Linked DNA regions of Mus musculus: all the other regions are linked to region 7. The links are chromatin contacts, called in public promoter capture Hi-C maps. All regions are on one chromosome and are shown on one strand. The core of a region is the stretch at or near the end of the contact, and the rest is flanking DNA. Distances in the headings are between cores, read along the strand shown.

Region 1 (3,391 bases), core at 665-3,164, 1.5 Mb after region 7:
AGCACTAGGATTTTTCTATGCTTTGGGTTTTTAAGAGAATAAGACACGCAATTTGTAAGGTTTAGCTTGAAGAATAGTACGTATGAAGGTTCCTGTGCTCCTTGGCATTATATATTAATCATTTTACTCTTCTCCTGAGCCATTCACCGTCTGGATCCATCAGAGGCCTCCAGTAAATGTCAACATGGCTGAATGAAATAAATGTGAGGGAGTTTTCTCACGATGATGCAGGTAAGAAAGGAACAACAGGTTTCACAGGGAATTGGAACTGCTGATCTGTGATCTGTGACATCTGTCTGTCAGTCCTCCCTGCACTGGCCTCTTTATCCTGCTAACCCCTTCTCCCTGCAATTCACATGGTTCTTAGTGGGCAGTGGTGCACATACATGACATCATACACGAGGGACACGCAAGTCCACTTTATAAGGGCAAGCACATTGGTCTCCCAGTAGAAAGTGAGGCGAGCAGGGAGCTGAGGGTGAGAACAGCTTCCCAGATAATATGCTAATAGCCCAGCAGATTCTGAAGGGCTTCATAGCTTATGGGAATGATGCCCTACTAGAAGGAAGGAGCCTTCTTTTACAAAAAAATCTGTGATGTTTATTTAAGTTCTGATGTGCCGGGAGCTCTTGGGCTGTCAGAGATCCCTCTCACAGAAAAGAAAGGTATAAACAAATGACCACCAGAGAGGCTCCGAACCCACGGCATATAGTCCCATATTTTTACTCCGAGAAGTTCTGCTTTACCTAGTATCCGAATGAATCAAAGGCGATCTGTTATAAGGCCTACAATAGCATTGCAGTAACTGTTTAGTCCATTAACTAAATGGACTAAGAGAGTTTGAGTACTCTCAGGGAAGACTTTTAATCACAACAGTTAAAAACCATAAAATCAGGAGGTTTCCAGAAAAATTCCTATCGTATCATTAAACCCCAGAATCTGCCGAACTTCGCGAAGAAAACTAACCCAAGAACTCCATTTTGGAGATACCTAAAACCGGGAGGAGTTTGTGTGTAGTTGCTCTGAGAAATTTTTCGACTTCAGGACTTGGGTTGATTCAACGTGTCTTAATGAATGAACCGTAAATTGAAAGGGGCAGGGGAAGATGCTGATAAGAAATTAGTTTACACTCAAATAATGATTCCACATAAAGGAGGAGCAGCTTTTGCACAATTTAGAAAACAACTTGGTTTGTAGCTGGGGTAGGATGGTGGTGCCACCAAGCGGCTGAGCGGTGCGCTCGGGTCTCAGTTTCCTCAGAGCCTCCCGCTTGCGACGCTCTCGGTCCCGCGTTACCTGCAGCTCCGCCCGCAGCCGCTTGTTCTCCGTGTCCAGCTTGGCCTCTCGGCGGCCCATGGACAGCAACTCCTGGTTCTTGCTGACCCGGAAGATCTCATACTCTTTCTTGAGCCGCTCGAACTCGGCCGCCGCATACTCTAGCTCGGGCACAGACGAGCCGGTGGACTTGAAGCTGGCGCCCAGCAGCCCGCCGCCCCCTGCCGCGCGAGGCAGCGACCCGGGCCCGGCTCCCGCGCCCCTGCGGAACGAGCTGCGCAGCAGGCGGGCCTTGGGTTTCACTTCCACCGGGATCTCGCAGGCCTCGCCGCCGCCTGCCCCGTACGTGTCCTCGATCACCTCCCCGCCAGTGGGACTCACCAGCGACGAGGCTGTGCCCATGATGCCCGCGGCCGGCTGAGGCTGAGAGTCGGCTGGGTGCCAGGAGGAGGCGGGACCAGGAGGGCGGGGCCTGTCAAGCGGGGCGGAGCGCCGCAGGGAGAAACCAAAATCAGAGAGGAGCGTGGCCAGGAGCAGGGAGGTGGCCGGGGCGTGGCCAGGCCTTAAGGGCGGGGCCTAGATGGTGGGGCGAGGTGCTGTAGAGGAGAGGGCGGAGTTTGGAGGGAAGAGCGGAGCAGTAAGTGAGCCGGGCCTGGTGATTGGGGAGAAGGGCGTAACGTGGCAACTAGAGGGGCGTGGTGTTGAAGAAGAGTGGCCGTCTTGAGAAGGGGCGGAGCCATACTTTCGGGGCGTGGCCGAGCAAGCTGGGGATGTTAAGGCTAACAGAGAGGGGTGGGACGTAGCAGCGAGAGGAGGTGTGGTCAGTTGAGAAGAGCAGTGCCCAGAGAGAGTGTCGGGCCAGATTTTAGGGTCGTAGCCCGGTAAGTGGGGCGTAAGGCAGCAGCAGAAGAAAGAGAAAACCAGTCAGAGAGTCGGAGAGGTGGTCCTGGCTGGACAACGAGAGGGGGAGTGGCCAGGAGTCCTGTGGGGCGGAGCCAGGCTTTGGGGGCGTGACCAGACACGCGGGGGCGTGCTCTTCTGAATGAGACCAGTAGAGGAGCTGGACAAGGGAGGGTTGAGAGAAATGAGACTCGGGAGGAGAGGAATGGGTATCACGGAGCTGGCGGCCCTGAGAACTTGCTTTGCAGGAGCAGGCGGCAGGACTGAGCTGGGCAAGCTGGGCGGTACCAGGAGATCCGGACATCCAGAAGGGAAGGTTCCAGACTAGGCCCAAACCTACAAGCTCTGCTCCCTCTGCGTGAACTTTGTCTCAGTGAGCAAGAACTAGATCACATACCCATCTGCCCCCGCTCTGCCGCAACTGTTTCTGTGGTCCTGACTAAAGGGCTCTTTTCTGGAGGCAGTTCAGTGCCTAGTGTGTCTCTCAGGAAACATGTAATAAATAATGCCAGCCAGGAAAGAACTTCGAAGCATCACCACTTGAACCCCCCCACCCCCGCGACCCTTCTCTCCCCCCACCCCCATCCTTGATAAGCTCAGGTTTTATAACGCCTGGCGATAAGGATGCCAGGGACCCTATTCTAGACGGAAGAAAATTGTTAAGTACAGGGTTTGCAGGAAGGGAACGCGTGCTACTGTTCCAAGTTGTCCTTGGTCTGCTAACTTATCTTCCTGCCCATCCCAGATTGGTACCCCAGGTTAGAGGGGACAGAAAAGTGAGCAGTGGCTTTGACTCAACACTGTTGTGAGCTGGGTGCTGGTAATCTTTATACTTGCCCTTTTCTTAGGCAGTCTCCGAATGCCAGCCACTCTCTCTGCCATCATCCTCATTACCGGGAGCCTCATTACCCAAGGGGGATATAATCTTATTCCAGTGCTTGCTTACTCCATCCCCAGCTGTAAGAAATCTGGTAGCATTTTAAGCATCAGTCCATGCAGAGCCTCCTTGGGCTGACCTAAGATAGTCTTTGGTGGCTCACTCCATCCACAGGCATCCCTAGGATTCTTGGAAAGCCAACTCTGAGATGTAGATAAGCAAGCAAGATGTCTACCAGAGAATGCTGGGTAGGTACCTGGGGCAAGGCAGGGGAATCAGTGCAAGGTTGCTCTGTGCAGCATTCCCAGCAAAGACCTCAGCCAACCCTGCAGAGACTTT
Region 2 (3,374 bases), core at 309-2,808, 1.3 Mb before region 7:
CCTGGCTGTCCTGGAACTCACTCTGTAGACCAGGCTGGCTTTGAACTCAGAAATCCGCCTGCCTCTGCCTCCCAAGTGCTGGGATTAAAGGCATGCACCACCACCATCCGGCTGGTTTACACTTTTAATCCCAGTGCTCGGGGAAGCAGAAGCAGGCAGATCTGAGTTCGAGGCCAGGCTAGTCTAAACTGAGTTTCAAGGCAACCAAGGCTACACAGAGAAACCCTGTCTCAAAAAACAAAAACACAAATCTTGAGATCAGACTGAAATGTACATATGCTTATAAAAGCCTTGAAGGTAAATGCCAGTAAATCCAAGGAGAAAAAAAGCCTTCAAAAGCTTGCAATAGGAAGATAGTGCTACAATAAGTTAAAACGTGCATGCTACTTAAAAGTCTTTGCCTGAAAGTTAAAAAAAAAAAAAAAAAAAAAACAGCAAACCCGGCAGTGGTAACAGACGCCTTTAATTACAATACTAGAGGCAGAGATAAAAGGATATCTTAGTTCGAAGCCAGCCTAGACTACAATGAGCTCCGGGAAAAAAAAAAAAAAAAGAGCAACGTAAGATAAACAAAAAACGAGTCATTTGTTCCTCAAAAACTACTACTAGACACACCGCAAGAGTATTTCCTCATCAAATGTTAAAACCACAGCAGTAAGAGGAAACGGACCGACACTTTCTAGGAACAGAAGACAAAGTATGGCAAATGCCCTTGAAAGCCCAACAAACAACTAAAAGCCCTCGGAATAAGCGCTGGGGAAACCTGGCAGGCAACCTTAGGTCAGACTCTGGGCGTCTGGACACCCACATACCTCTCTCCCCGTCCCCTCGCTACTGCATTGTACAAGTGGGAGGGGTTCCCGCCGAGCTCCGCCCCCTCCCCGGTCGGAGAGCCGGGAGGGTGCAAGTGGGAGGTGGCACGGAGCCGACCGAGGGAAAAGCCCGCCCAGGTGACTGAGGCTGGAGGCGGGGACACCGTTCCTGAAGGGGTCCGCCGGGCGGCATGGGAAAGAAGATGCCCCTCGTCCCGTGAGGGACAGAGACTTGGAGTGGAAGAGAGAGATTCAAAGAGCACCTCCTTTAGGTAGAGGCGAGCATCCCCTGCCCTCCACACCCCGGCGGAAGAGTTACTCTAAAGAGGCTTCTTTACAGGACGGGAGGAAGGAGCCGGAGGCCCCGCCCCCGGGCCCGGGCCCGGGCTCGGAAGGAGAGCCTCGTCAGGCCCCGGGCCCAGCCGCCTCGGTGGGCTCGCCCAGCCCCTCGCCGCCCGCAGCCGAAGCAGGTGCCGCCCCTCCCCCCAGCGCGGCGCCCACTCTCCCGCCCAGCGGGCCGCGCGCTCGCTCTCCTCGTGCCCCTGCCAGAGAGCCGGCCCCTTCCTAACCCCGCTCACCTTCGCGAGCGGCTCCGCCGCTTCTCCCCCCGACCCCTCCAGCGGCCACGGTTCTCACACACTGCCTCTGGTCCCGCACTCACTCTCCCTCACTCACTCACACACACACATATACACACACACAGCGCGACCACGGCTCCTGAGCGGCCCACATATTATGCGTCACTCGCAGGCTACGTACTGGTCGCGCGCGCACTCAGCGCGCGCGGGTGTGTAACGTTGGCGCGAGGCTCCGGAGCGGGGAAGGGGGAGGAGCCGAGGGACATCAAAGCGCTCCTGGGAAATGAAGTTTCCGCGTTTAAGGGCGGGGGAGGGATGATGGCGCTAGACCTACCATTAAGCACCACCTCAGCGCATTGACTTCTGGGATTCGTAGTTTTCTTTAAGGCGGAAGTGAAAAGTAAAGGAAGGAATAGATCTTTCTAAAAGCCCGGGCTGCCCGAATTTACTTAATTCTACCCTGTGTCATCTAAGGGCTCAGTAGGACACTGCCACATCAGGCTCGGAAGGATGCCAGGGTCAAAGAATGCATTTCACACAAATGTATTCAGAAACAACTGTACTCGTTAGAAATTCGTCGGTTTTCCTTTGTCTTTCTGTTAAAAACATATTCGACAGGAATCAAAAAACATCAGTTACCATGTATTATATGTGAGGCAGAAAAATGAAAGCCCTTTGGTGAAAACAACTAATCACGGAGGCCATCTAATTCAATTTATCAATTTTAGAGTTAAGGAAAATGAAACCCACAGTAAATGACTTGCCTAACTTCACAAACCAAAGGGAAGCTGCATCGGAAGGATCTGGTTTTGACCCAGCGATTCTGTGTGATAACATGGAAGATTACGATAACTCCACAATTGAGCAGAATCTTGACAAAACCTACCCAGACGTCAGGATTCATGCAACTCACTATTGTTCTTGGCATTCTGAGCGAGTTCTGTGCGTTTCCATAGAGCGATTACAGCCAATACGTTCTTGTGGAAATTATAAGACACTGTGGACCTCTTGTCATGATCAGATTCTACGGCTGTTACTAAGCCTGTATCAGAAGAGTGGTAGTGGCAGTGGCGCATGCCTTTAATCCCAGCACTTGGGAAACAGAGGCAGGCGGATCTCTGAGTTCAAGACCAGCCTGGTCTACAGAGTGAGTTCCAGGACAGCCAGGGCTACAGAGATTTCCCTCTGGAAAAAAAAAAAAAAAAAGCAGGAAGAGGAAGGGGAAGAAGAAGAGACAAAGAAAGAAAAGAAAGAAAAGCAAGCAAGCAAGCAAGCAAGCAAGCAAGCAAGCAAGCAAGCAAGCAAGCAAGCAAGCAAGAAAGAAAGAAAGAAAGAAAGAAAGAAAGAAAGAAAGAAAGAAAGAAAGAAAGAGAAAAGCAGCAGCCAGTATCTTAGGGCTTAAATCCACTACCACCCTACCCCCACCCACCTGAGCACTTCGTTCCTTCCTCACTCAATTATGTGCTTGGAGTAACAGCTGCTTGAAATACAAATTCTAGAGGGTGAATAGCAGTGCTACAGGCATATAACTTGTAATCACGCTCTTGCTACAACACAGCTTTCTCCTGTGCATCTGAAATCTTGTCTCTTGAGCTATAATGACCATTATTTATTTAGACTCTATAGCAGACTTGAATCAAATGGTTTTTTTTTTAAGATTTATTTATTTTATGTGAGTAGCCTGTCACTCTCTTCAGACACACCAGGAGAGAGCATCAGATCCCATTACAGATGGTTGTGAGCCACTATGTGGTTGCTGGGAATTGAACTCAGGACCTCTGGAAGAGCAGTCAGTGCTCTTACCTGCTCAGCCACCTCTCCATCCCTAAATCAAATGTTTTAATTACACTCATTATTCTCAACACCAGGGCAGATAAGGCTAGCCAACTTTATGGAGGAGAAATCAAAAGTAGTAATGTTGAATGAAGAGTTTCGCTGGGCATGGTGTCACATGCCTTTAATCCCAGCACATGTGAGGCAGAGG
Region 3 (3,317 bases), core at 793-3,292, 1.2 Mb after region 7:
AGCAGACAGTTGACTGAACCACGGCTTTTATCAGTAAGGGCAAAGATCACTAACTACCATAGTTCCAAGCATGACCCAAGTGTGGAACAAGGAAGGATACAGAAAGAAGGGAGGCTGCAACCTGAGAGCTTAGGATGCTCGACAGCGCTGGGGATCCAGAACTGGTCAAGAGTTCCCAGCTCACCAAGCCTGCCTGTGTGAACTGTAGCTGGTGGAGACTCCTTTATGCTACCACATGAACACTGCAGGGACTGATACAATATGGCAAGTCTGCCCTGGTCTGGTTGTTCTAGTTGCTTTAGTTCTTGTGATGAGTTACCTGACAGGAAGCCACCCAAGAGACAAATGCTTGGTATGGACTTAAGTAGTAAGGAGTTACAGCCTATAATTGTGGCAGGACTACACAATTAAGACTCTTTGCATCTTGACAGAACAGGAAGCCAAGAGTGAGCCAGGAGTTGTGCCCAGCTACAAAACCTCAAGGCTTGTCCCTAGTGACCTAGTTCTTACAGCAAAGCTCCACTTCCCCCAGGTTTCACAATGTTCAAAAACAGCGACGCGACACAAGCTGGGTAGCACATGTCTAAACTCATGAGGTTATAGAGGGCATTGCAAACCACAATGCTGGGCAGTCTCTGTCTTCACTCCCTTTGCCGTGCACTCTTCTTCTCAGCCTCCCACTGGGTGAAGATCATAATGGAACTATTTGATGGAGACTACAACTGGCAAAGAAAAGACCAAATGTCCCTCTAAATGCATAATCCTACCACACATACACAAATTCTTACTTCCCCATACCATAAGAACCACAGCTTTCCCACACACCGCCTTCCAGGGCTTCCTATGACCACACCGCGATACAACCGGGGCCGTCCAGGTAAATTTAATGAAAATGCTGAGGATGTTTTGGGCAAACCATTGTTCTCTCTCTGTCCTTGGGGCTGAAACATCACAGCGGGTCACTCCGCCCACATCACCTGCAGATTCTCACTGTGCCTCTCCGGCCGATGTTGTTTCCTGTATCGAGGAGACTGCCAGAATGAGAAAAAAAAAAAAAAAAACCAGGAAGCCAAGTTTCTTCAGTGCATACCATCTTTCATAGAGTCCCAGTGAGGTCATGGCTAGAGAGTCAAGGGCGTGTCTTCCTCAGAAGGAAAGGGTCATCACCGAAGTTCGAGACTGTCAACAGCAAAGCAGTGTGGGTTTCTTTGGCTTTGCTTGTTTGTTTTCTGCTTTCATTTGTTAAGGTATGTTATTAGCATGTTGGTTGCACGTCTTAATGGGTCTCACTGCGCCTTTTTCATACGTGTGCATAATGCATCTCTATCAAATTCACTTCCGTACCTATCTTACCCTCCCGCTCAAGTTAATCCCGATTGTCATATTGACAGATTGTCCCTTTGTTGCTATTTGGTTTTGATTTGTGACCCAAGGAGTTCAGTCACAGGAGCTGGGAGTCGGGGCGGAGGACGCTGTGAGCTTTTTGTGATTGCTTGTGTGTATTTTCTACAGGGCCTCCAAACCCAGCTTTGCGTTGCTGCGAATGATCCCAATGATCCCAGATGCCTTCAGGCATGAAGAGAAATCTTCTGTGTATCCTTGACCTCCCTCTCCTGCCACTTTAAAACACCTTTATTGGCTCCATGAGAGTTTAAGACCAGACACCGCGTTTGGCAGGGGAACGAGCTTCCTCCTGTCGATACATGCCCACTACTGAGGCTTCCTCACACACACACTGAGCTGAATCCTAAACCTTCCAGAGGCAGGGGGAATTTCTTCCCAAAGGCTATGCATCACCATCCGGCTGTGGAAAAGATAAAGATGTGCCCGGAAAGCAAAAGAGAAGGCTGGGCAGGAGCCTGAGGTCTTGAGTTACGCCTGCTCTGGCTCCTAATTGAAGTGGAGGAGGCTGCTCTGAAGAAACTCACAGACGACCTGGCATTATTTGCATGCTAAGCTCTGCCCCACCCTCCTTGCAATCCTAATAGGGAAGAATGTGGCTCCGCCTTCCTGTCAATCTTTTGATTAAATAGGCACTTCCCTCCCGAAGGCTTCTGAAGTGCAGCACCTCCTAAGGCTGCCCAAAGCAGCTCTCTCCCCGACCATGCGAGCCGTTCCTCTGCCCCTGAGCCGGACAGCAAGCCTCAGCCTTGGCTTCTTGCTCCTGCTTTCTCTCTGCCTGGACCCAGGCCAAGCCAAGGAGTTGAAGTTTGTGACATTGGTAAGTACACCTTTTCTCATTGTTTTTCCTGTTCCGAGAACACTTGGTTAAGTGTTGCCTTTCGTGTTTCCTCTCTGCTGTCTGCCTGAGGGCAGGCACTGTTCAGACTCAGAAAGTGAGGAGTCGCACGAGTTTGTTTTAAAGACAACAACAGTCTCACGTGCTATCGATGGTACTGTTCCTTTACAGCTGCCCTCAAGTCCAATGCCTTCGGACTGACAGGTTACTTCAGGAGAACAGGCAGCGTAGAGCACAGTTCAGATATTCAGGAGCTAGCCTGGCCTCTTTCCATTCAGTGATCATTAGTTCGCAAACCAAGGACCAGTCAGTTTCTGAAGTCAAGTCTCTCGTGTTTATCATGACTCTGGAACATATGCCTGTAGTTATGTGTTTGATAGCACAAAAGACAAACTGAACAGAGTTTCAGAGTGACTATCAGATAAAAGATTCAGTTGACCATTAAAACCATGATTTTCCGTGCATATGGTAACTGAGACAAGCCATGAAAAGAAGAGATCTGTGACTTGCCTGTTGTCAAGGAAAAAATTATATACAGTCGGGTGTTAAAAAAAAAAAACATATGGGAAAGGGCTGGAGAGATGGCTCCATGGTTAAGAGCACTGACTGCTCTTCCAGAGGTCCTGAGTTCAAATCCCAGCAACCACATGGTGGCTCACAACCGTCTGTTGGGATCTGATGCCCTCTTCTGGTGTGTCTGAAGACAGGTACTGTGTACTTATATACATAAAATCAATAAATAATTCTTTAAAAAAATATATGGGAAGTGCATTTTCAAAGTCAGGAGGATTCACCTCCTCTTCCTCCCTGCAAGAGAATTCCCAGAAACGATTTTCATGACTTAGAGAAGGACGCCTCTTAGTTTGCACTTAAATATGATGTTCCTTTCCTGCCAAGGTGAGGTACTCAGGAGATTCTTTTCTTTCTACAGAAAAAAAAATCTTTAATTTTACATAAATTATGATTCTTAGTACAGTAGATCTTTACCAGTCGTGAGTCAGGAACGAAATGGAAGAAAGACAAAGACCCATCAAGCCATTTGCCAGCTGTGTGGCTTTTGTGTCCATAAAGCAACAAG
Region 4 (3,221 bases), core at 387-2,886, 1.3 Mb before region 7:
CTCCTCATTCCTGCCCTCTCCCCTCTCTTTTTATGCCTTTCTCTCTCTCTCTCTCTCTCTCTCTCTCTCTCTCTCTCTCAATGGCTAGCCTTAAATTAGGGCTTCTCCTACTGTTGCCTTCTAGGTTCAATTTGAATTTCCAAAAAGCCTAATCCGTTTTTAATTTCACGAGGAAAACAAAGAAAACTTTCAAAAATAGATCCACTTGACTATTAGCAAGGAAGACCAGCTCTTTTGGGGGGGGGGAGTTGGTTTTTTGAGACAGGGTTTCTCTATGTAGCCCTGGCTGTCCTGGAACTCACTCTGTAGACCAGGCTGGCCTCAAACTCAGAAATCCACCTGCCTCTGCCTCCCAAGTGCTGGGATTAAAGGCGTGCGCCACCACTGCCCAGCTCTTTTAAGTTTATTTGAATGAAGAGCCATCAATAGCCATCTATATGTTTCAGAACAGTGGCTTCCTGAGAGGAAAGAATAGAAGAAACTTCTATCACGGGGAGGGAGGGGGGAACGGGACGGCGGTGGGGGAGGGCGGGGAGCCATTGTTGGCTCCTGTTACTCCAAGCTCAGTTATGAAAGAGAAATAAGTTCTTCATATAAGCTCACTTATGTGAAGAGAGATAATAAGTAAGGCTCCTTTAGAGTCTCTGGTCTCATTTTTGTCCCTCTGGTCATTTATAGGGCTATTATCTGTACATATTTAAACTTTTGTAATTTGAGAGATGGTTCTAATAACTGGACTGGTGCCACATGCCTTTAATTCAAGAACTTGAGAGGTAGAGGCAGGTGGATTTCTGAGAAACCCTGTCTCGAAAAACCAAAACAACAACAACAAAAACCAATAATGAACCTAACAAACAAAAAAAACTTAAAAAAAAAAAAAACCAGACCCACATACCCAATATTTTCATCTTTCGCTCATATTCACTTTGGCGGTGGTGGGGGTTGCGGGTGGAGAGCCAAGGTAATGTAGTGGAAAGAGACAACAATACAGCTCATAAGAAAGTGGAGCATAACAATCTCCAACTTCAGGGAGAAACCTACGTTTGAGTGCGATCCCCCCTCCGCAGTACTCCCCCCTCCCAACTCGGCCGTCGCCTCTGCTAGTTTTCTGGAGACAGCTGCAGTCAACAGGAACCACGGACAGGTAGGGAGGAAGGGAGGAAGACCGAGAATTACAATGGCATGCATCAATTCAAGGAAGAACAACTTTTGTTGGAAGCTACAGCTGTAGTAGCATTGACTTTTGACAGCACCCTCAACGAATTTACACCTCATATCCGCACTATCTCGTTCCCGGTATGTTTTGACGTAATACCAAATTGAGAAGTGTAGGAGCTCAGGCTCATTTGTACTGATAAGTGTGTGTTTTTGGTAGTTAGTAAAATCCATTCAGTTGGCTCTACCAGTTCCAGGCAGGTTCTAGCATGGGATTGTTTTTGTTTTCGATTTTGTTTTATTTCTTATTTTATTTTTTTAGTCTCACTTATTCATGAAAAGGTCCTCTGTAGTAAATACACCTTACTCACCCAAGAATCGCCGTTTAGTGTCTTTCCCTGGGAAAGAACAACAGGACTCACAGCGGAACTTTGCTGCGGGTGGCTTGTGTTCCCGCCCGGGTGGCCGGGTGAGAGGGCCGGGAGGGGGAAGCTTTCTGGCGCGGACCGCGAGCGGAGGCTGAGAGCGCCGCCGCCGGAGAAGACCGACCCTCGGCCAGAGCCAGCCTGCGGCGCCCGGGCCTGGCTGGCTGCTTCCCGCCTCAGCCGCTTCTCCGGCTCCCGCCGCCGCAGACACTGTCCAAGAGGGTGCGGCAGAACGCGAGGTCCTACGGCCCAGCCCGGTCCGGTGCGGCCCGGATCCGTGGCACGGGAGGTGAGAGCCCCTGCGGTCCCCTTACTCCCTGCCGGGGCCGCTGGGACCCGCAACAATGGGGACGCGGCCAGAGTCCCCGGCGTGCAGCAGCCTGGGGTAGCAAGCTACTCCTGGCGGCTTGGGCCTTGGGGGGAGCTGCGTCCGACCTGGGAAACTCCAGTGACTGTAGGCTTGGAGGGGGTCTTGGCATCCACCCGGGACTTCAGTGGCTTGATATTTTGGGATTTCGTTGTCAAGGAAGGCAGTCGTAATTACCGAGACTGAACTACAGTGGCTATGCGCTCCTGATGTTATATTATAACACCGGCAAACCGTGCCGTGGTTTGAGGGAGAGGGATTGTGGTTCGAATTTTAGGGACCCCTGTGGCTTGGTCCCTAGTGGACATAGGTGTGGGTCTCTGAACTCCCTCGGGCCGTCTGAGAATTTGTTAGGCTGAGTCGGGTTTGGGGAGAAGAGGCATGGAGAGTTTAGCTTCTCTGAGGTAATTGGTGAGTAGTTCCTGGAAAGGCACGAGCTTAGTTGGGCACAAAAGAGTTGAGCTAGGAGCTAGATGGATCCTTCACGGCTAAGATGTATCCGAGTTAAGAGTGGTTCTCAGGTAGGAAACTTGTCACAGGAGTAGTGTTAGCTGCATTGGGTTAGGAAAAGGCCGATGCGAGCTGGGGAGGGAGGGAGAAGATGGCCGGCAGCTTCTGGGGTCGAAGAATTGGCTTTATGTGGGTCATGGTGGCTGTCTGGGAGTAGAACAAGAGCACTTTGCAGAGTGGGCTTCCTGCTAGAGAATGACCTCTTACTGCGGGGGAGTGTGTGACTCAGATCTGTTAGATTACTGCTCTTGCTGGCGGATGTGGCTGACTGTTGATGCCTGGACTTTGAAGCTGGAATGGGTATTTGGGGGGGCTTAATGAATTTGTTCTAGAGGAGAGGACAGTGTGGACCTTTCCTTCTTACTCCAAAGTCAGTGTGGTGGCTGTCGCCGGCAGTCATTTAAGTAACAAATTTCTTAATGGTATTTGACTTTAAAGCTTTTCTCTGTTCATTTTTTCCCCCTTTGCCCTCTTTTTTGAATTGTGACTCATATTTTGTTTTTAGCACTGTGGCTATTGTTTGTAATGATCCACAAACCTAGACCCCATAGTATGTTGTAATTCTTGGAGCTTTCAGTACAATTCTTCTAAGCCCAAACTAATGTAAAAGGCTTCACTAACTTTTTTTTTTTTGGTATATTTTAATATATGTAACTATAGAGGAGGATGTGAAAAAAAATCTTTATAATTTCTGCTGCTCAAAGCTCTTTAGACCCCTAAATTCATGAAGTTTCATTATCTCTTACTGCCATGAAGTGATTACA
Region 5 (2,968 bases), core at 420-2,919, 1.7 Mb before region 7:
CCCTTCATGACTACCATCGGACTGAGGTCCATGTCCCTGGAAGAACTAGCTAAATAAACCAGGGCATCTCTGTTGTCTTGCTTTTGGTTCCTGATCCCCCTTCTACTCTCATAGTGTATCTGATTATTGAGAAATTAAATTGTTCACAGAACAGACACTTTCTGGGGAGGACTGGCAGCCTTCATAGGTAGATGAAAGAGTCCATAGACCATGAGGTGGTGGCTATAGTCCAGGTGAGGATGAGGACGGTCAGGATACTTTGGAGAAGGAATTCACAAAGTCTGGCAATTATTAAGATATTTATTTTTAAATAATAAAAAAAGATGCCTATATGTAGCCCAGGCTGGCCTCCCCAGGCTGGATTCTTTTGCCTCACCTTTCACAGTGGTATAATTACAAGTGAGTGTCACTTGCATCAGAATAGTCTTATTTTAGCCCTGCTTTTCAATTAATGGCCATGAACTCACTGTTGAGTTGGGTGGAGTCTGAGAGGCCAGAAGGATGACTTTAGCCTAAAGCTTGACTGTGTGGGTCTATACGCTGACAGTCCTATGGGAGAAAGATTAGAGTTCTTGGATACAAATGGATACCTGAAATCTCAGCCAAAAGAAGAGGCTGGAGAAAATGGTGTTGGCTACTGCTCTCCCAGGAGACCTCTCTCTCTCTCTCTCTCTCTCTCTCTCTCTCTCTCTCTCTCTCCACACACACACACACACTTTAGAATAAAGCACAATAAAAATGTCACCATGTTGACTGCTGTACTAGTTTAGGCTTCCTGGATCCTGGACTAGAGATGCTGAGATGGGCTTTGAAGAATAAGACATCCAAGAGCGATAGCGAGGTATACAGTGCTGGTGACAAGAGATGTTTGGATATATGCTGGGTCTAAATATAGAGTCCAGAAGTTCCCAGTCTTTGCTCAGTAGTTGACAGTAGCGGGTCATAAGGTAATGTTGGTAGCTATCAGAGCGAATGAATTCTTAGGAGATGGAGGAATAAAGTTCTAGGAGGGAGTCAGACCTCAGGATGGCTGGAGGTGAAGACCTATGTCCCGCAGAGGCGGTGGCATAGGTCTGGGGTACACAACTAGATATAATTGGGAAAGGAAAGACTTCTTGAACATGAAGGCCGCTAAGCTTGTTCAGGCCACACACACACACCACAGCAGCCAAGTCAACAAAAGAACTCAGGAGGTGTTAGAAGCCTTGGCCTATATGCGGCATCCTAGGAGCCCAAGAACCCCCTGCACATCACTCAGTTCCTTTGAAGCGATGATCCCATTCTGCCAGCTTCTCCCTCCCGTTACTCCCTGAGCCCCGGGATGGCAGAAGAGGACCTTTCAGAGGATGTGGCTGTGATAGCAATGTGACAACGACATGAGTTTAATAACGATGTCCCCATTTTTACTGGTTCTCCTCTCTCTGACAAGAGGTGGAGCGGCCATCTCAGTACGCCTGGCATGAGACACCGTGGCCTTCCTCACGCAGGACCACGACCCCGTTCTGCGGTAGCTGCAGCCAAAGGCTCTGTTGGGGGGGGGGCGGAGGGAGTTGGCCTCCCGGGCCGGGCTATCCAATCCCTTCTCGCAGATTTCCCTCCGCTGGCCCGCAGCGGCGTCTCGTGGATTCGCGCGCGGGCTCGGGCGGGCGGCGCGAGCCCGGGTATTGCGAGCCCCCGCGCGCCAGGGAGCGGCGCATGCGCGGGCGTCCCGCGAGCCCGCTGAGGCGATCCGAGCCGCGGCGGCGCCGGGAAGCCAGCGACGGAGCTGTGAGGGACCGAACGGCGGCGCGGGGACGGTGGAGACGGACAGGTGGTGAGCCCTCGCCCGCGTCGCCAGGGGCTCCTCGGCCGCCCGTGGAGTCTCGCGGTCGGTCAGGACGTGGCATCCGGCGGTGGCGGTGGCATCCCGGACGGCCTGTGAGGGATGCGCCGCCTACTGCCCCGCGCCGCCTGACCGCCCCCGCCTTGCCTCGCGGTGCGCCACAGCCGGGCCCGCGGCCGCCCCTGCGGCCGTCCCCTGCGAGCTGTCACCCAGCCGCCGCGCCCGCGGGGCTGCGCCCGGCCCGGCCATGTGGACCCCCACGGAGGAGGAGAAATACGGCGTAGGTAGGTGAGGCTGGGGCCTGGCAGCGGCGGGGGCTCGGGGGCACGTGCCCAAGTCCCGGGCCCCGCCTCGATTGCTGCTGCCCCGGCTCCTCCGCCCCTGCCCGCACACTGTGCGGCCTCGGCGCGGGGCGGGTGCGGTACCAGCGCGGGGATGGGCCCGGGGCTCTGGGTGCGGGAGGGCGGCAGGGGGCGCTGGCGGTGCGGCCTCAGCAGGTGCGGCGGGCGGGCGGGCGGGCGGGCGAGCGGGAGGGGCCGCAAGGCCGGGGCAGTTGCGGGAGGTTTGTGATGTGAGGCGCTGGACAGTTTACCCAGGAAGATGCATCTTCAGCAGTCAAAACCTTGATTTTAGTGAATTTCTGCACCAAGGTTGATGAGCCCGATGGTTGTTTATTTTCCGATTGGAAGCTTACAAAAAAGGATGCAAAACGTTGACCTCATTCGCTCAGTCTAAAATGATGCAGATCTTTATTTTGCTTTAAGGGTTAGAAATAGTTCCTCTACTACTGTGGGAATTGTTTTGGACATACATCATTGTTAAAGTTTAGTGCATTTTGCTGACATTTTTTAAAAAAACAAATCTGTTTTCAAATGAGAACGATACTCCTTAGTTTCTTCTTAAACTGTTAGGTGAAACTCCCGAAGGTTAACGATTTCTTTTAATATTCCATTTCTTTAAAAAAAAATTCAGTTTTTAAGGGACTGAGTGTTTTATCTTTACAATGTTAGTATTTCGTGGCCAGCCACTTTACATCATTGTAAATAACCTATTGGATTTGGTTACAAATATTTAAAATGTGGAGTGTGCAGGGTTTTTTGTTCTTAGCTTGTAATGGAAAATTTTAGAAAATGTATAGGAAGTATA
Region 6 (3,291 bases), core at 205-2,704, 1.8 Mb before region 7:
ACACTGCTCCTGAGGTTCCCATGGGCCTTCAATTAAGGCAAAGTCAAAGAGGCTCTGGGGACCCAGAATGGAGAAGTGGGGGCACCCAAGAAAGGAAGGCAGGGTGCAGGGAACTGCCGAAGAGTCCGAAAATTCAGAGAATAAAAGAACATGGTAGGAACTACTAGGGAATACAGTCTTCTCAACAGCTCCATGAATGTCCTCTTCCTGGGACTCAGAGCTGCTTAGAGCAAGGGCATTTCAGCCTGGCCCCACCTTCCACCCTTCCTCACTTGGTACCATTCCCATGTCAGTTATAACAATTACTACTGGATCACAGATCTCCCTGGATTTGTCACACACACACACACACACACACACACACACACACACACACACACACACACCTCTCTTCTTGGGTTTTCCTGAATTCCTGACCGATCAGTGTTTGAAGGGGACGCTGAAAGCTAGGGTAAACAGGTGTTCCGAGTACACTCTACCGAAGCCAAGACTTTGTTTTATTAAAGCCCCACTTTCACCATGGTCCCATATTCCATGTCAACGGGAAACCTTGGAGAAGGCAGGCTGAAGTCTTTATCACACTGAGACATCAATCTGAGCTAAGAGACGGAGTGGGGTGCTCCTAAGGGGTGTTGTTTATTAGGCGCCGGCCTGGGAAGAGTCAAAGACCTCAGGCTGGCTTCCTAAGAACCTAATCGCTGACCTGGGACGGAGGAATGAACTTCTGAACACAGAGGGATCTAAGGGCTGGCTCAAGGTCACCGACAGGTACGGAGCCAGAAGGCTAGGTAAACTATGAGCTCAAATTGAGTCTAGACTTGTGAGCCCCGTCCTGGAGAACCTCTTACAGTTGGCGCTAGTGAAATCTCAGGAATGGGGGCTCCTCCCACCGTTCGCGGGCTCCGTTTCCCTATCCATACGAAGTGTGTGTGGGTATCCTAGGCACACCACTCGAAGTCCTTTAGCCCTCCATCACCTCCAGTCGGTCAAGCCCTCCCAAATCCCGCAGCTAACTCGAGGCCTGTGATCTTCCATATCTCCCGCATGGAGCCTAGGTAGGGAAAAAAACTGAGCTTACCCCTGTACGCAAAGGACCATGTCCCAGAGACAACGGCGGCTCGAGAGTCGGAGTTCGGCGGGATGGAAGGAGAAAGGAGCCAATGGGTGCCAGGGGTGCGAAGGTCAGGGTCCCGGGGCACACGGGCGGCGAGCAGGGACTGAAAGGCTGTGGTGCGAACAGCTTGGAAGGACGAGGGGGGACGGGCTGGGCCGGTGGGGCGGGGCCAGGCGCCTCCTAATCTTTTGTCCGCTGCGTCCCAGCCCTTCCCGGAAGCCTCATCTTCCTAGAACCGCGGGCTTTGCGGCGGCCCGGAGGGGAACGGGGGTGCAGGCGTCTAGTGCTTTGGACCGAGAAAGGAAACACCTTTGACAGATTTCCAAGAACTTTCCAGGAAAACTGGGCGGGAGCTCCTAGAGTTGACCAATCGTATCGCTGGACGTGAGACGAGCATCTAGACCGACCTATTGAAGTGCAGGGACCCTGAACTGACGTGCCCGAGTGGGGCGGGACCTAGAGACTAGTAGGCAAAAGACTGGGTTGGGGACAAGTTAAGAAGGAATGTGGATGCAACTGGAGACCAGATTGTCTTCCCTCTACTTCTTTGGGGATGGGTGCGCTTATCCCCCCCCCCCTAGAACTACAGCGCGGGGGCAGGGTCGGGCCGGTCCTCTTAGCCAGCCGCTTCTAGTTTATCGGACGTTGTCTCTGGCGGCCGTGGTCTCGCTTATTGCAGGACACTGTGTGAGAAGGTGGGTGGTGTGCTGTGAGATCTGGAGAAAGACTTAGGGAGAGGCCTGGAGCCCTGAAGAGGACGGAAGAACTAAGGAGGTCCACTGTGGCCACTACAGCTAAAAGAGTTCAGGTTACATCTAATCTTTTGTAATCAAATGATCTCATCCCTTCTTTGCCTAATCTCTGAGTGGACCGACAGTTGGGGAAATTACCCTCTTGAGTCAGTAAACAGAGATAGTCAGCTCCCAGACAGCCCTGTCGATGGCTTGTTTGTTTTTGTTTTAAAATTGAATTCAGACTACCTTGGAGCTCAGTTTGTAGACCAGGCTGGCCCCAAACTTCTGAGTACAGGTTTACAATGTGAACTTATAGGCTAAGTCACCATATCTGGTTTACCAAGGAGCTGTAGGGTCTATGTGATCTCCCTCCACATCCACGGTTCAGGATATGGGGAGATAAGATCTGGAGAACCAGTACACCCACTCCTTCCACACACGTCACACCACCCACGTTCCTCAGAAAGGGTAGCTATAAGATTCTTGGCAGCGATGACAGGCTTCTGGCAGTGTCTAGAATCTGAGTATAGTGACTGGGCTTTCCCCAGCCCAGGCTAGGCTCTGGGTGCCCCACCCAAGATAGAGAGCTAAAGATAAAACCCTGTGAAAAGGAAGGAGTTCTTAGGGAAGATAAGAGATTACTCCAAGGGACTCAGTTCCCCGTAGGTGCCCTGGAGGGGAAGTTAAGTGTAACCCAAGCAGGGCTCCCAGAATACAGCAAGAAGCCAGTTTCTTGGAATATGGGTAGGATGGAGTAGGAGTACTCTGAGAACATGGGATCCCTGTATGTATGCATACTAACTCTTCAGTAGAAACTGTCTGTTGCCGCTTTGCTATGAAGATACGGGGGATTTCACAGGTGTCATGCAACAGAGCTGTGGTTTTCTTTTTATTTACTTACCCTTTCCTTTCCTTTCCTTTCCTTTCCTTTCCTTTCCTTTCCTTTCCTTTCCTTTCCTTTCCTTTCCTTTCCTTTCCTTTCCTTTCCTTTCCTTTCCTTTCCTTTCCTTTCCTTTCCTTTCCTTTCCTTTCCTTTCCTTTCCTTTCCTTTTTTTCCGAGACAGGGTTTATTTATCTTTGTAGCCTTGGCTGTCCTGGAACTCACTATGTAGACCAGGCTGGCCTTGAACTCACAGAGATCTGCCTGCCTCTGCCTCCTGAGTGCTGGGATTAAAGATGTGTGCCACCACTGCCTGGCATGATTTTCTTTTTTAAATTGTGTGTGTGTGTGTGGTGTGTGTGGTGTGTGTGTGTGTGTGCGCGCACGTGTGTGTTTTCATGTGTTTGTAGCCACAGTATTCACACAGAGTCAGAGGATAACCTGAGGGAATTGAGGGAACCACTTCTCCCAGTCCACTCTGTGGGTCCCAGGGCCCAAAGTCAGGTTGTCAGGTTAGTGGCAAGCACCTTGATCTGTGGATCTCTTTCGCTGGACCCCAGAGC
Region 7 (3,044 bases), core at 283-2,782:
TTAGCTCCAGGTTCACTGAGAGGAGCCATCTCAAGGGAATAAGGCAGAAAGCCTTAGAGCAGGACATTAGTCCTCTAGCCTTATGGGACAGCATGGGTATGTACACTAGTATAAATATGCATGTGTGTGTGTGTGTGTGTGTGTGTGTATGTGTGCACGCGCACATGCACACATACACACACACATACATGCACACACAGTTGGGGTGGAGTGGGGGTAGAAGTGTGGCTCAGGACTTAGACGACAAACCCTGTGACCTCTATAGATCCCAAAGAAAATGAACTTTCAAATGTATAATTTCATATCCTTTAACACAACAGATCTCTTGTTGTGTTCTTCTTTACCCCCCTGCCCCCACCACCCCTTTTTCCTCTTTTGAAGGCATGAATCCTTTTTATAGTAGTTAGAAGTGTGCTTGTAACAGTTCCTCTCACAGATACTCAGGAGAAAGCCTCGGGGAAATTTAATGGTTCTGAGTTCAGCCTGTGGCTTTGCGATAAGGATTCAAGGCAAGAAGCCTTTTAACTCAGAAAAGAATCTGTTTGCAGCCATTGCCCAATAAATGCAAAGTGTCTGGTTACTGGCACGTAGCACAATGCACCACAGAACTCAATGAATGTCCACAGAGCTGGCCAACCCCATAATGTCCATGAAGGGGTGGTGTCTGTGTGTGAGTGTGTGTGTGTGTGTGTGTGATTTGCTTAGTTTTCAAACAGTGCTAGTCTTCTAACAGGGTCCACAGAATCAATACACTCATGGGAACTTGCAGAGACCAGGAAGCCTGCAGGGGTCTGCCCCAAGTCCTCTGCATGTATGTTATGGCTGAGTAGCTCCGGGTTCATGTGGAAATGCTAACATTGAGAGCTGGGTCTGTCCCAGACTCTTTTGCCTATGTGTGGGACCCTTTTCCTCCTCCTGGGGAGTGGGGAGGAGGAATGTGTGGGTGGAGGAGCTGGGAGGAGAGGAGAAACTGTGGTCAGGATGTAACATATGAGAGATGAATAAAAATAATAAAATAAGAACTCTAAAACAGCGTTTCTCAAGGCTGAAATGAATTGACACTTTTGAGCGGAGGCTCAGTTGAAGGTTGTTAGTGTGTGTTGGTAATGACAAGAAAGCTCAAAGGAAACTGGGAAAACCTCATGTCATGCCCTCTTAGAAAGAAAGAAAGAAAGAAAGAAAGAAAGAAAGAAAGAAAGAAAGAAAGAAAGAAAGAAAGAAAGAATCACCAGAAATACTGTCGGAAGAATTAAAATTAAACCTCACGAGAGTCCGTGGGTATGGAAAGTCACCCGCTAGCTAATATTAACATCGCTTGCAACAGAGCCTTGCTGCTCAAAATAGGACAGTCAGTCATATCGCTATCGCTGGGCTGTTTACATTCTTCGGGCCAGCCCTGAACTTCTTCCTGCCTCTGGCTCCTGGGCATTGCAGTTCTGGAGGTTTCTAGATGACCCGCCTCCCTCAGCTGTCTCTAGGAACTTCCACTCAAAGGGGGAGCTATAAGATTGACACCTGCTCGGTTTGCAGCAAAGTGGTGGCACTTCAAAGGAGCGGCTAGGCAGCAGAGACTAAGTGTCTAGGTCGCATTTGGTCGCTGTCAGGGAGGGGCAGACAAGGACCCTCGGGTTTCCCCTCAGTATGGAGAACTTATTGCCTCCGTCCGGATTTTCTTACTTGAAAAAGTATCCTCTCCACTCTATTCGGAAATATTTATCAACGCTGAGAAGCCAAAGGGCCGAAGAGCAGGTACTATTTTGTTTGTGCTAACTTTAAAAATAACTGGTGCTTATTTCTGGGTGTGGCCTGTCGAAGCTTGGGGAATGTTTCTCTGCTGGCTTACTGGTGTTCATAGGCAGAGGTCAGATCCAGCCTGTAGTTACTCGAGCTTGGCAGTCAGAGGAGCCTGCCGCTTGTGAGGGGTTACTTGGCTGTGGAACGTTTGGGTCCTGAGATAAATTATGCAAATGTTCTGGGTGTGTGTGTTTGACACTTATTTTGCTTTCTTCCGTTATCTAGATGAACCTACCATACTACGGAGGTGACTCTTTGATACTTTGATCATTTTTTCAGTGTTTCGAAGACAAATTCTGAAACCGTTCGTAGCTCAATAGATGAAGCAGTATACCCTAGAAACACACTTATTTTCTTGCATGTTTCTGTGATTATTTTAATGTCACTAGGATTTGCAAAATGAAGGTTATCTGTGTGGCTATAATCAGATCATTAGTGGGCTGATAAGATCATTTGGATATAATAGGTGATTCTTATATGTGGTGCATAGGGGACAGAGCACAATAATTATTAATCCTTTTAGCCAATTGAAAGCTACAGTTTCCAACAGGAAGTTCTAGCATGTGGGTATAGACGCATCTTAATAAGCCTGTTTAAAATGTCTGGTTATTTCATTTAAAAACATGTGTGTTCATTACATTGATTACATTATACATTGATATCTAAAAACTGCTTTCGTAATTGCACTGGATTAGAGAGAGAACAATGTGTGGCCCATTTAAATCCAGGAGCTCATTTAGAAGCTTGGCAACGGACTAGAAATATGAAAGACAGGTCTGTCACCACATAGAAGATGACCAGCCACAAGCGCTCTGCCCTGTGCTCTCTCTAGAACGGCAGAGCCAGGCGACAGATATTGCCAGTGTCCTGTTCTTTTTTCCTCCGTGGTAGAAAATGACCCAGTTAGTAAGAGGCTTCCCAGAAATGGAAGCAGAGGGCAGCAGAAGGAAACCCTTTGGTGACCCCTTTTCCCCAAAGCTCATGCCTCATTTGAAAAAAAAAAAAAAAAACAAAAACCAAAAAACAAAATACCTGACAGATCATTAGGATTATCAAGGAAACTGCATCTTAAAATCTTAAATGATTTTGACTAGTGCTAGAGACTCAGGCTCTCTGCATTAAGGGAGCTAGGTTGCCCCATTTACCTCTCGCTCAGTTTCAGGGTAACACTCGGTGAGAAACATTTCTGTCTCCTCTCGGCATGCCTTGGTTTTGAAGTAGAAAATGGGAGAACCACATGGTGGTGCCCA

The links. Promoter capture Hi-C pulls out the DNA fragments that hold promoters and counts their contacts.
Region 1: a promoter capture Hi-C map of liver shows a contact between it and region 7, with 6 times the contacts expected there. The contact joins the promoter of Nphp3 here to the promoter of Atp2c1 in region 7. A contact is called at or near these places in 3 of 39 promoter capture datasets (liver and neutrophils) and 1 of 9 other capture datasets (liver).
Region 2: a contact with region 7 is called in a promoter capture Hi-C map of liver, with 3 times the contacts expected there. The contact joins the promoter of Dcaf1 here to the promoter of Atp2c1 in region 7. A contact is called at or near these places in 1 of 39 promoter capture datasets (liver) and 1 of 115 datasets of contacts at active chromatin or transcription factors (microglia).
Region 3: a contact with region 7 is called in a promoter capture Hi-C map of neutrophils, with 5 times the contacts expected there. The contact joins the promoter of Acpp here to the promoter of Atp2c1 in region 7. A contact is called at or near these places in 9 of 39 promoter capture datasets (the 3T3-L1 cell line, the HPC-7 cell line, cranial neural crest and 5 more) and 2 of 9 other capture datasets (adipose tissue and embryonic stem cells).
Region 4: a contact with region 7 is called in a promoter capture Hi-C map of pre-B cells, with 2.4 times the contacts expected there. The contact joins the promoter of Rad54l2 here to the promoter of Atp2c1 in region 7.
Region 5: a contact with region 7 is called in a promoter capture Hi-C map of liver, with 4 times the contacts expected there. The contact joins the promoter of Dock3 here to the promoter of Atp2c1 in region 7. A contact is called at or near these places in 2 of 39 promoter capture datasets (both in liver).
Region 6: a promoter capture Hi-C map of liver shows a contact between it and region 7, with 3 times the contacts expected there. The contact joins the promoter of Cish here to the promoter of Atp2c1 in region 7. A contact is called at or near these places in 3 of 39 promoter capture datasets (hippocampal neurons and liver).

Annotation. Positions count from the first base shown.
Region 1 is chr9:104,001,067-104,004,457 of GRCm38.p6, reverse strand. Nphp3 (nephronophthisis 3 (adolescent)) reads right to left here and starts at 1,914. Exons shown (of 27, transcript NM_028721.3): 1 at 1,297-1,914. The coding sequence starts at 1,677. It overlaps Gm33054 (predicted gene, 33054), which reads left to right and starts at 2,099. Exons shown (of 2, transcript NR_168653.1): 1 at 2,099-2,156; 2 at 2,424-2,698.
Region 2 is chr9:106,820,108-106,823,481 of GRCm38.p6, reverse strand. Dcaf1 (DDB1 and CUL4 associated factor 1) reads right to left here and starts at 1,558. Exons shown (of 24, transcript NM_001373930.1): 1 at 1,391-1,558.
Region 3 is chr9:104,336,447-104,339,763 of GRCm38.p6, reverse strand. It overlaps Acpp (acid phosphatase, prostate), which reads left to right and starts at 2,042. Exons shown (of 11, transcript NM_207668.2): 1 at 2,042-2,221. The coding sequence starts at 2,105.
Region 4 is chr9:106,787,628-106,790,848 of GRCm38.p6, reverse strand. Rad54l2 (RAD54 like 2 (S. cerevisiae)) reads left to right here and starts at 1,636. Exons shown (of 22, transcript NM_030730.2): 1 at 1,636-1,869.
Region 5 is chr9:107,230,610-107,233,577 of GRCm38.p6, reverse strand. It overlaps Dock3 (dedicator of cyto-kinesis 3), which reads left to right and starts at 1,669. Exons shown (of 53, transcript NM_153413.2): 1 at 1,669-2,106. The coding sequence starts at 2,070.
Region 6 is chr9:107,294,822-107,298,112 of GRCm38.p6, reverse strand. Cish (cytokine inducible SH2-containing protein) reads right to left here and starts at 1,454. Exons shown (of 3, transcript NM_009895.4): 1 at 1,079-1,454. The coding sequence starts at 1,098.
Region 7 is chr9:105,519,745-105,522,788 of GRCm38.p6, reverse strand. It overlaps Atp2c1 (ATPase, Ca++-sequestering), which reads left to right and starts at 1,532. Exons shown (of 27, transcript NM_001253831.1): 1 at 1,532-1,749. The coding sequence starts at 1,642.